2 separate regions of the Gossypium hirsutum genome follow, and region 2 is linked to region 1. Evidence: chromatin contacts called from public Hi-C data. All regions are on one chromosome and are shown on one strand. The core of a region is the stretch at or near the end of the contact, and the rest is flanking DNA. Distances in the headings are between cores, read along the strand shown.

Region 1 (6,628 bases), core at 2,786-5,285:
TGTCTTTGATGCTATTGTTGATGCAGCATATTTTTCAATGTCATACTTAAACATCACCAATGTTCCGATTGTAGTCACCGAGTCTGGTTGGCCTTCTAAGGGTGATTCATCTGAGCCTGATGCTACGGTTGACAATGCTAATACATACAACAGTAACTTGATCAAGCATGTAATTAACAACACTGGGACTCCTAAACACCCTGGGATCACAGTTAGTACTTACATTTATGAGCTTTACAATGAGGATTTGAGACCTTCGCCACTCTCGGAAAAGAACTGGGGGCTATTTGATGCCAATGGAACACCAGTTTATATTTTACACCTGACAGCTGCTGGTACTGTTTTTGCAAATGACACTACAAACCAAACTTTTTGTGTTGCAAAGGATGGTGCTGATCCGAAGATGTTACAAGCAGCTCTTGATTGGGCTTGTGGACCTGGGAAAGTTGATTGCTCACCTTTGTTGCTGGGGCAACCATGTTATGAGCCCGATAATGTGGTTTCCCACTCAACTTATGCTTTCAATGCATACTTCCAACAGATGGGCAAGTCTACTGGAACCTGTGATTTCAAGGGGGTGGCTACCATCAGTACAACTGATCCAAGTATGTGACTATAAGATTTGTTCTTATAGAATAGGAGATTAGATGTTGTAGTTTTTCATTTTATGGTTTACTCACTGGTATTTTGATAATCATTGTTACCTGCTGATGATTTGGTGTTTTTGAGATATTGACTTACGAACGTTATTGATTGGTGACCTTTGATTGGTGCAGGTCACGGTTCATGCATATTTCCTGGAAGGTATGCTCCTAATTATTTCTAGTTCAAGCTATATTATGATGAACATACAATGGCTTTAATGAAATCTGATGATCGTATGACTTTGTTTTTGTCTGTAGTTTAGGAAAAAACGGCACCATCACTAACGGTACATCACTGGCCCCTTCGTCGAATGACACGAGTTTAGGCTGCCCAACACAATATTTCTACGGGAGTTGTTCGTTCACAACCTCCGTGATAATAGGCGCTTTCCTTATGACTGCTGTTTTCTTGTAGAACTTGTTTGTACTTTACCCTTTGGTTTTAACAACATTCAATCGTTTCTGAAAATTCGATTCCATCTCTGTTGGAATACTTGCAGCAAACCCAATTTTGTTTCTCCTATTGGAGTCGAGTCGAAGGGTGGAAAATTTAACTGAACATATGGATAGCAAGTAGTGTTTAGATTGATTTGGTTCGTTGTCATTGGAGTCTGTACAAACCAACTATGAGATTATTCAAGATTTTTGATGTGTAGCTATCTTATTCTTTAAACTTAAATTTGAAAGTGTCCATTGATATTTATTTCATCAAGGTTATCTTGTGAGGTTCATTTGATTGTAATTGGTTCAAGTGCATATATCTCATGTTCGAATAATCTCTCAAATTTATTCAAAATCATCAGACTTATCATGGCAAACACTACAAATCCACCCTATTGAACCCGTTGAAGCTATCTGCATGTTGGCATGTTGAGTACAGCATGGCTTATTACAGAAATTGCATTTGGGAAGCTGAATCCAACAATGTAGGCAAAGAGTATCAGCACAAACGGTTTCTTCCAAGTCTCCATTTTCGACACACTCGCCACATTCTTCACACCTTGGAATGCAGAAAATGCACATCCTACATCCAGTCATTGAATTTTCTCTCTTCCTTTTGCATTCCTCTCTAGGACAATCAAATACAACCCTTACTTCATTGCATTTGGGACAAAGTTCCACATCAATGACTCTCCCAAGTTCTTCCCATCTATATGCTCGCAACCTTCTGTAATTATGATATAAGAGAGGCTGTCTCGTTTGCTGAATCTGCGGCAGTTTTTGGTTTGTTTGGAGGTAAAATTGAAGCCTTTCGAGGTGTTCTTTCTTCATGTTGGCAATGCCGTTTATCCAAAGGCTTTTTAGGCCATCTTGGCATTCGGATAGCTTCTGCAGAGCTCTTATTACTCCATCAGGGGTTAAGCCAGTGCAACCTGGTATGTGAAGCTGAATCAACATATAAAACAACTTCTTAGTTTATATTAATGTCTTAATTACACAAGTTGTATTTACTGCACAGAAAAGAAGATCATAATTTAGAGTTGAGTGTGGTTGTTTTTGATCCACACATATATAAGATAGAGGAAAACGAAACCCTGCCATTGAAATCTTATCCATTCCATATCCTAAAAGGAAGTATATTTGGAAAAGAAATAATAAAAAAATTCGTACCTTACTGATAAGAGGGTTTTGGTCGAGTACCCTTTGAAGCCCATCATCTGTAATTTTGGCACAGTACATGAGAACCAAGGTTCTTAGCCTACCATTTGCCTTTGAAGCAATTTTCATCAGAATCTCATCTGACAACCTCAAGCTCAAAGGCCTTTCAACGATGACGTTTAGCCATGGGAGTACATCCTTTTCCACTGCATCTCTCAGTGACCTGCAAACTTCACTCATGGACAGAAGTTCAAATAATGGAAGGTAGGCCAAGACAAGAAACAAAGCCTCATGGGGTGGCCCTGCAAAACTGGATCGTTTATGTGAACGGGTTGCAAGTTCCATGCTCTTTGCAATCTCCATATTGTTTTGATGAAAGAACTGTCTAGATTATATATAGAGAATATAAATCCTTAACAAATAAGCGACCAAAATATGCCCTAAACTAAAGGAGAAGTAAAATGAAGATGTTGACAGGAGGGAAGAAGGGGTTCAATTGTGAGTTTGTCAAAATATGTATTCCATTTTTCTTGCCCTCTAAGGATTTGCTCCATAGTTGACTAGCTTTAAATTCAACCATACAACTAAGTTTTTTTTTTGTTAGTTTTAAGAAAAAATGGAACATTAAACTAAAACAAATGTTACGGATTATAATCTGATCTTAAGATTGTTGTGTTAAACACCTTCTATAATTACACTATGGTAGTTTCAATCATTTACATTTTTCAACTGTAAGTTTTTCACCATCCACAAACAAGTCACTGTTGACCTGTCTGTCCTTGATGGAAAGATGTGCAAAGGGAGTAGCAACTTGGAGATATGGACCTAAGTAGAGCTTTCTCCTAGTGTCTATCCAACCCTTGTCCAACAATGAAGATCATGTATTCAAGCAAGGCCGAATCACAGGGCAACATTATAGGACCATGACTTGATAGACCAAACTCTTCCTCCGAAAAGCTTTAAGAGTTCAACAAATATGTTGTTGCTGAGATATGACAAGGGCACATGATGCCGCTTTTGATCTGCTGTGTAGATGACAAAATGACCTTTTTCAGCCACCGGTGATTCATCGACACCGCCTGCTATAACTTTTGCATTGGATGTCCTCAGTAAATAAACTCTTTCTCTCTGTTAAACAGTTGTTAAAATGGTTAGTTTGATAGGTTGTTACAAAATCTATTAACCAGTTCATTAGGCAGTTGGTTCTCATATGTGTATAAAACGTCATCAGTGTATTCATTTAAGATCAAGATAATATGACTAAAGAATTCTTCTATACTTCATTTTTCTATTTATACCTATTTTGTGTAGTATCTTAAATGGTATCAGTCGCCTAATCCTGGCGAGTGCTTCCATTATTCGCGTGATGGCACCGTCAACCGATTCTAACTCTGCTGATCCTATGAGTTCGTCGTTTTCAAGTGCTCGTTTGGTTCAATCTTTCCCTCGTCGTGATACGGTAAAGTTAGAGGAGAGGAGCTTTGTTCAATGGCAGCAACATATCCGACTCATAATAGAGGGATATGAGCTGCAGGGGTTCTTGGAGGGCACATTGGCTGCTCCATCTCAATTTGTTGCATCTTCAGAAAGTACGCTTCTTCCAAATCCAGACGCATCTCTGTTTAATTAACAGGATAAACTGTTAGCATCTTGGCTTCTTTCCACTATAAGTTCATTGATTTTGTCGTATTTTACCTTTGCTAAGTCTGCGTGTGAAATTTGGAGCACCGTAAATCGGCTATTTGAAGTTTCTACTGGTGCGAAAATCTCTCGTGTTAAGCATGATCTGCATTCTATAAAAAAGGGCGAATTAACTGTCAGAGAATATGTTGCAAAGATAGAAAATGTTTGTGCGTTACTTGCAGCTTCTGGATCGACAATGTCAGAAGCCGAAAAGGTAGAAGTTGTTTTGGCCGGTCTTTCGGTAGACTTTGATATCGTGTTGACCCTAGCCTCATTCTTGATGGAGACGCTTCCTTTTCAGCGTCTAGTCGACGTTCTCTTGGAGTTTGAGAGTCGACAGTTGCAGGTGGCGCGTGAGGTTCCGATGCAAGCCCACCTTGTTGAACAACCTTTGGTTGCCGCGGTGGTTGACTCAGGTTCGTCGCGCGATGTGCATGAAGGGCGTTCACATGGCCTTGGTTTCCGATTGAGAGTGCAGTGTCAGATCTGCAGTAGGTTCGGTCATTTGGCTCAGTGTTGTTTCTATCGCTTTAACCGTACTTATGGTGGTCCAAATGCTTCCAATACGGTGCGAGCTTCCTCCTCTGCATATGGTGGTCGAAAGCTACAGGGTGGTGTTTATGGTGATTCGGGTTCTGGAGAGAATCTTTTGGGGGGTTTTCAAAATCAACGTTGGCCGCCGTAAGCTAGGGTTGCTTCTTTCTATCGTCATCCTAATATGGCTGAGTATGGAATTGGGTTTGGGTCTAATGATGGCCCATTTGATCTTTATGGTGTGGCTGCTGGACGTCATATGCAAGGTGAGTTTGGGCGTGTCTTGGGTCAGCAATCTGTTGGGCCTTCTGATGTGCTGCATAGGCCGAATCTTGTGGAACTAAGTGCAGGCCAGAATTATGGGCATTCATGTGGGCCGTGGTTTAGAGCAAGTGCAAGCCAGAATTTTGGGCATCTGTGTGGGCCGTGGTTTAGACCAAGTGCAGGCCAAAATTTTGAATTTGTTAGTGGCCAAAATAATGGATCGAAATTTGAGCCGATTAGTGGTCAAAATAATGGGCTGCCCAGTGGGTCAGTCCATGCTAATCAAAATTTTGGGTTGGTCAATGCTAATTAAAATTTTGGGCCCCGTTCACTTGGGCCTAATGCTAATTTTGTTGAAGGTTCCATACCCAATAATACTTCTGAAGTTCTGTGGCAGACTAAACCACGAGTACGTGTTTTTGATTTTGGTTCCTCACAGTGTGTTTACCTACCACGAATTCCTGATTTTCGTGCGTCTGATTTTCGTATGCCACACAGTATGATTCTGATTTTGGTAATACTAACTCGTCTACTCCTATGCCGATAGGAACCTCATCATGGTATCCAGATTTAGGGGTCATTCATCATGTCTGTCAAAATGCATCTGATTTGAATGCCGCTACTCCATATATAGGTAATTCTTCACTTTTAATGGGAAATGGGGCTCCCATTAAAAATTCGTCTGTTGGGGATATTGTTCTACTAATAAACAAGAAGTTATTACACCTTTCTAATGTTCTGTGTGTGCCGAGTATTCAAAAGAATCATATGTCTGTTTCTCAATTTGCTGTCGACAACAATGTATTTTTTGAATTTCACCCCTTTTTATTGTGTTGTTAAGGACATCCAAACACAGGTAATTGTACTGCGGGGCCGAGTTCGTGATGGTTTATACCAATTTTTAGCTGGTTCATCTATTCCTTCTGATTCAATTCCTTCTACTAATAACACTGGGGTTCTAGGTGGCCGATTGAATAATGATGATGTTTTCTCACTAAGGTATAAAAGGCTTGGTCACCCTTCTGCTGAAGTTGTTAAACTTGTACTTAACAAGCGTCAAATTGTTTTGAATAAAAAATGCCTTGATAATGTTTTTGTTGCTTGTCAAAAAGGGAAATAACATAAGTTGCCCTTCTCACACTCTACCACTGAATATATGGAGTTGTTTGAATTGGTTGTCTCTGATTTGTGGGACCAGCTTCTGTTGATTGTAGCAGTAATCTGTATTACATTTTGTTAATTGACATGTGTAGTCGGTTTACTTAGATTTATCTGATTAAACGTAAATCTCAAGCAATTAACTGTTTTCTTTAGTTTCAGAAGATGGTCAATACTCATTTTGGAAAGACTATTAAGAAATTTCAAAGTGATTGGGGAGGTGAGTTTCGTACTTTTGCTTTAGTTCTAGTTAGTCTTGGGATTCTTCATCGTCTTTTTTGTCCACATACGTCAGAACAAAATGGTGTTGCTGAGCACAAACACAGTCACATTGTGGAAACTGGTCTTACACTTTTGGCTCAGGCTAGTCTACCTATGAAGTATTGGGGATATGCATTCTGCAGTGCTGTACATCTTAGTAATTGGTTGCCCACACCAGAGGGCAAGTTAGTTGTTTCTTATCATGTTGTGTTTGATGAATGTTGATTTTTATTTTCGTCCGTTCTTCCCATTGTTCAAATCTCTTCTCACTCTCCCACATATGTTCCTGTTGTGAGGAACTCTTCAATTATGACTACTGCAGAACCCGGTAACATAATTGCTCCATCACCGACTACATCTCTGTCTCCTAGTTCAGGTTGTAATGCTGATACATCCGCTCCGGTAAAGCTTCCTAATGTGTGTCGTCCTAGTGAGTCTGTCTCAGTTGGTTCACAAGCTGAGTGTGGAAATAATATAAGGGAGTT
Region 2 (6,288 bases), core at 1,977-4,476, 580 kb after region 1:
TATACACTGCACTGAGTACATAGAACATGTTAAACTAGCCAAGTGTAAGTCCCCTTAGAAATGGCCGCCACAAATTCATTCGTAAGTTGAAGCCTGAATCTCTTAAATGACCAAAGTACACTACAGAAGTCCATATAAAGAACAATTATTTGCCATTGACAGAACAAAAATTTCAAAGAGCACCCGTTTAACAAAATAGCAACAAATGTTTTTTCTCTCCTAAGATGGTACAGTTTTATGGCAACCATTTAGGTTCAAAGTTGAAGTACCTGAATAGCATCCTTTGAAAAATAACGACCGTCACCAGAAACAACAAGTGTAGCACCTATAACCATGAACAGACATAAGAGGAAAGCCATTGTAATCCATTGAATGTAGGTCATCAAGAAAAAGAAATGTCACCAATGAAATGAAACAAAACAAAAATGAATTCCTAACATAATTTTTTTTCTTTAGATGATTCAAAATCATCTCTCAAGATAAGAAACGACTTCTTCCCAATAAAGTAATAAATTACCAAAAGAGCTGGTGAAGAACTAAAGAAATTGAGTTGAATATACTCTACAATAATCATGCCAACAAACTAAAACTGCATGTTATCATAGCATTAGATGAGGCCTCTAATGCTAGAAATTGAATTAGCAGGCAATACAGAAATACACCATAGCTGTCTGTACACTTAAAAATACCAATATTCTTGGTGTTCTTATCAGGTGTGGAGGTAAATATCTTAAATCTGAGCTGTGGTGCTCTTAAAAGGGGTTAGGATAAAAGTCTTAAATCTGAGCCATGGTGCCCTTCTTTTTTTACGTATAGAAAAATATTCGTAAACAAGAAGTATGCATCTATTAGTTTCAAGATTGATAGTATAACTCTACTATTGGGTGTGGTATAGCCACCTAAACCAATGTAGTCAAGAAGCATCCCTAGCAAGAGAGGTGAAGGAAAATTTTGGCAAAAGCCTTGTTCCAAACAAGGTGAGGCAGCTTTATCAAGGCTCACAAAGGAAAATTCCCTTTGTTTTCTTCATGATAAAAACAAAATTAAGAATATAAAAACTAGAAGAGTTTTCTGCAAGTGGTTATATTGTCAGTTCATAACCTAATGTTTGAGATGAAATTTTAGAATAATTTTCGTTAAGACTTGGTAATTTTAATACATTCAGCCATGCAGTGCTGTCTGTTATATATATTCCTAAAACTAGCACTATGCTCCTTAGGCAATACAAGGGTCCTAGCAGCTTTAGCACTATGCACCTTTGATCACATATACCTAGGTATCAGCAGGGTCCAGTAGCTCCCCTCCCTTCTTCCCTCTATTACTTTTCTAAAATTTCTTCAGAAAGATAAAAGTCAAGTGTCCAAAATGGCTTAAAAAAATCAGAAAAAGTGAAAAAGAATTTAAGGATCCCCAGGGTCCCCCAGGATTCCTGTCCAATATAAGGCTATACTGATACGGACTGCAACAGTTAAAACATTCAAGAAAATATAATATATCCCAAGTACTTTGAAGACAAAAAGACCAAAATAAAATCAAGCAAATGATATGACCAGACTATTGTCTCTGGATGACATGAACTAAATATCTTTCAAGATAAAACTAGAACATTTTGTTGAACTACCCAAAGAATTGTGCATATATCCCAAGTACAATTAGGGCAGATACATCCTTTTCATAAGAGTTTCCCTAATATAACAAAGCACACAATCTAAGCAAGCCTCACATAAATGGATGTACGTAAAGTGAATCCTTAGTTCCAAGATTTTAAGAGCATAGTTAAAGAGCCACATTATGCCTCTAAATATTAAAAAGTAAAAATTACCAAGTACATTTAGCATACAAAAAGGCATAGCATCAACAAAAACCCTTACCTCTAACTTTTTCTGGTGTAAGGGCATTGAATGTTGACTGAACGAAATTTTGCAAATAATGAGGCTGAATGAAAACTTTCACCTGGACAGGTCAAAACACCACAGTATACAATTAAAAGAAAAACATGTAAATCAATATGCAGAGGCATATTGTAAGAAAATATAGAAAACTGTTTATGTTCCATATCACTCAAGTTGCAAATAACCTGAACTTTGACACGGATTTTAGCAACATGTAAAAAATGGACTTCGACAATGAAGGAAACTATTAATCTAATTACCTATCATGCGTAAGAACACTGTACAGAATACTGGTCAAACAATATAAGTAAGACCTGAAGAACTATTAAGTAGTATTAATTTTTTAGCATCAGTTCCAGAGTATTAAAAATTAAAACCCATAACGGGCAACAGGCATCCAAAACATCAACAATTAGGAATTATATAATCATTTAAATATAGAAATACGATCTAAATATAAAACAAACCACCAGAAACCATATAAATATAGTTATTAGATTCATGAGAAACTATGAGCTGAAATGGAATCAAGCATTAAAATTTTACCTCAAAAAAAAAAAAAAACAAAGAACTAAATTTAAATAATGAATGAACTTGATTCAGATCCAGAATAGAAAAGAAAAGGAAAATAGATCATAATTAAGTTAAAACTTCAAATAGCAAATAGATCAGCACCGAAAATGATAATATCCATGTCTCTCTTCGGTTACATGTTATAGAAGTAAATCTTAATCTATGAAAATGAAGTTCAATATATAGTTTACGAGATCATCTAATTCAACGAGAAGACCTTGCAGCAGGCATCAATCAAACGGATTAAATTGATCTAAAATTAAATTGGAGTGATATAACAGAAGATCGAGATATCGTATAACGATCAAAGTAAAGGAAATGAAGAAGGAAATGAAGAAGGACGATTAAGAAGCAAAAGGAACCTTCTTACGGAGGCCAGAAGTTCCAGGCTTCTGGCCGTCGATCGGCGTCGTCGAGACTTTGGAAACCTTGAACACCATTTCTTTGCTTTCTACGACTGCCATGCAACACAATTCAATCAATGCGAATCTCTTAACTCTTGATAAATAAATATGTAAATATTAAAAAAAATGAAAAGAGAGAGAGAGAGAGCTCACTCGTTGGGGAGATCAAATTGAAATGCGTTAGTTTTGAGAATAAGCTGGCAAAGTGAGGAAGTGACCCGTATTACCTTCTTTTTAATAATATATTGTTTCTTTTTCTTTTTTGATATGAAGTGAAAGAAACGCGAACGGTGAAGATTGAGGCCAGGATGAGATTAGACAGGGGGCGATTTGAAACCTCACGTATTCTCCCTTGTTTGGGATGAATAAAGGAGATCTACTTCAAACTTTTTTACTCCACAATAGAGCTGCTCATGGGCCGGGCGGCCCGGCCCGGCTCAGCCCGATAGCCCACCTAAAATTTAGGAGGATTTAGGTAAAAATATAGGCCCAAAATATGGGTTTGGGTAGAAAAAAAAACCCGTTTAAAAAACAGGCTGGACCTCGGACAAAATTTTTTTGGCCCGGTTCGGCCCGAAAATATATTAAATATATATTTTTTAATTTATTATTACATTTACATTTTACATTTCCCATTTCCCCTCCTTATTTTCCTGACCCCGTTTAGACTTCAGATACAAATCCCTAATCCCTTCCCTCCGCCCTTTTTTTCCCCCAAATCGAAAACTCACCTCCACCGATCCACCATCTCACCTTCAGTGTTCGGTCCTCCATGACTCCACCTCTACAACTCTAGCAGAATTTGACCAAAATTTAATCATTTTACTAGGTGGCGTTGTTGTTCTCTTCAGTTCGATTCTTCTGCAACTTCCGACCCAAACCCTTCAAATCAACAAGTTCAAGGTAACATGCTTCGATTCTTCTTCACTTTAGTTTTCATTTCAATTGAAATTTTCGAGCTTTACATTTTAATCATGTACTTAAGAGAAGGCCGCTCTTTATTGCTGAGTTTAGTGACGGTGACATGCTTCGATTTTTAACTATTTGTTGCCATGTTTTCCACCAAGAATGCATTGATCATTGGCTTGAATCACATAAAAGATGCCCAGTTTGTCGTTAAGAGTTAGATGTGACTAGTAAATCAATAGTAAATCCCTCAAATCTCTAAAATCTCAAGTTTTACAGGTTAGAACATTTCCCCCTTTTTTGTAATATTCTTTACTTTTTATTGATTCTTTTGTTTCAATTTCCTGTTATGAGTGATTTATTGATTGTTTTATTATGTTTGTTTTGATCTGATCTTATCGTTTTGGTGATTGTTGTTGAACAGGTGATCGGGGATTTTGATCTCAAAGAGTTCATCATGTTTAATCGACTGTTCAGGAAACCTAAGCAGGAAACAAATGCTCTAACCACGTTAGAAAAATTAAACGAGGTGTAGTATTTGATTTTCTTTTATTTTTTCACTTTAATTGGCAAACCAGTTATTTATTTTTGTATTTCTCTTGCTTTGTTTGAGTTCAAAAATTTTTGCAATAAATGTAACAGTTTTTTGCAATATATGGAATTCATTTGTTATACTTAAAGAACAACTTATCTAGTATTGTTATTTAGTTGAAGAGAAGGGTTTCAAAGATAAAAGGAATGAATATCTCTTTTATCGTGTATACATATTCCTTGCTGATCTCGCTAAAAGTTGATGCTATGATGGACTGTGATCTTTTCTGTATTTAAAAGTTTGGTTATATTGGTTGTGTATTAGGGATAATTTCAAAATTTTAAGAATATTAATTTTAGTGATTTTTATTTCGTCTGGTGCTACAAAATGCAAATTGCAGTCTATATTCGTTTCCACTGAATGACTTACATTGCTTCTTTCTACTTTTTTTTATTTTTTTAATTTTAAAATATTTTTAAAATACTTTTTTAAAATTTTTGGTATTTATTAAAAAATGGGCCGGGCTGGGCTGGGCTGGGCTTATGATTTTTTCTTGGGTCGGGCCTGGGCAAAATTTTAGGCCCATATTTTGGTTCGGGCCGGGCCCGGGCCAAAAATTTTCACTGGGCCCGACTCCGAACCCAGCCCGGCCTGGCCCGGCCCATGAGCACCTCTACTCCACAATTCACTTACGTCTAAATTTTATAGGAATTTGATATGAGAAATCTATTCGTTAAGCATGTATAATTAGGAGTGTGTCGTTAAAACCAATTTAACCGATTAAATCAAACTAATTCAATTAATCGGTTGATTAATTGATCTAATTCGGTATAGAAGTAAATTAATAATTGTTTAAAAGTTCAGTTAACAGTTAATTCGGTTCAAAATCAATTAATTAACTAAAATTAATAATTAATATTATATATTAACCAGCTGGCCACTACCCATCCAGACCTAGGCCCCAAACATTAACCCACTTTCAAATAAATCCAATCAACTAAAAATAAACTCAAACACTAACCCAAGCCCCAAATATAAAATTTTAATTCCTCCTAAACCTAAAAATAATGCACACGGTAATACATCGACCACTAGATCCCAAAATCTCACAGATTCAAAAATCCCTAACCCTAATAGAAAATCCCTAATTTAAAATCTCCAAAGTCTCAAAATCCCCACTGTTAGTCACCACCATCCGACGTCCACCAGTCACACCATTCGGCATACACCACGTCACCATCATCGCTTGACGTTCGTCTGCCATCAATTTCGGTTTCACCCAAAATCCCTAATAGAAAATTTCTCAAAATCCCTTCACTCACCATCGTCCGACACTCACCTTGAATTTTTTTCAGGTATTTTTTTTACTGAAATGGATTTTTCTTCTACTTTTTTATGAAAAATTTTTCATTCTTCGATATTTCTGCAATTTTGTTGTTGCTTCTTTGTTCTCAACATGTGTTTGTGAATGTAATTTAGTAGAAAGGTTAGACCATATCTGCTGCTTCTTTGCTCTGCTGCTTCCTTGTTTTGCAATTCTTGGATTTTTCACATCAGCAAGTTATTGACCATGCACCTGAAATACAAATCGAAACTTTACATTCACTTTGGATGCATTCCCAGTTCTAATGATAATAATAATCCAATGTTGATTTCATACTATAATGTATTGAAAGAAATGCATAATATTATCTAAAATACATTCAAAACATTGAAAAAAATGATAAACAAACTTTGCCAAGTTAGAAGATAAATAAAATGCTCTGGAAAAAATTCAATTAATTCAGTTAACCAACCAAATTAACCGAAATATTTCGGTTTGGTTAACTTTTTTTGAAAAAATTTTGGTTCGGCTAACGGTTAAAGGATTAAAAAGTTTGGCTAATTTAGTTAATGGTAGTTCGATTCGGTTAACCGATTGTTTAACTGTTTGAACACCTCTATGTATATTTAAAACTAGTTCCCATTCAAGGGTTTAATA

The links. Hi-C and Micro-C count contacts between places; a contact is called where the count stands out from the background.
Region 2: a contact with region 1 is called in a Hi-C map of leaf, with 2.1 times the contacts expected there. The contact joins the promoter of LOC107922163 here to the promoter of LOC107922203 in region 1. A contact is called at or near these places in 2 of 34 Hi-C or Micro-C datasets (both in leaf).

What each region holds. Positions count from the first base shown.
Region 1 is chrD01:45,394,993-45,401,620 of Gossypium_hirsutum_v2.1, forward strand. It overlaps LOC107922203 (F-box protein SKIP28), which reads right to left and starts at 4,036. Exons shown (of 4, transcript XM_016852097.2): 1 at 3,939-4,036; 2 at 3,542-3,861; 3 at 2,256-3,371; 4 at 1,412-2,030. The coding sequence starts at 2,606. The coding sequence ends at 1,431. It also overlaps the pseudogene LOC107922202.
Region 2 is chrD01:45,974,550-45,980,837 of Gossypium_hirsutum_v2.1, forward strand. It overlaps LOC107922163 (phosphoglucomutase, cytoplasmic), which reads right to left and starts at 3,227. Exons shown (of 18, transcript XM_016852050.2): 1 at 3,023-3,227; 2 at 2,828-2,922; 3 at 1,872-1,953; 4 at 270-325. The coding sequence starts at 2,905. It overlaps LOC107922164 (a long non-coding RNA gene), which reads left to right and starts at 3,323. Exons shown (of 2, transcript XR_001691195.2): 1 at 3,323-4,054; 2 at 4,200-4,538.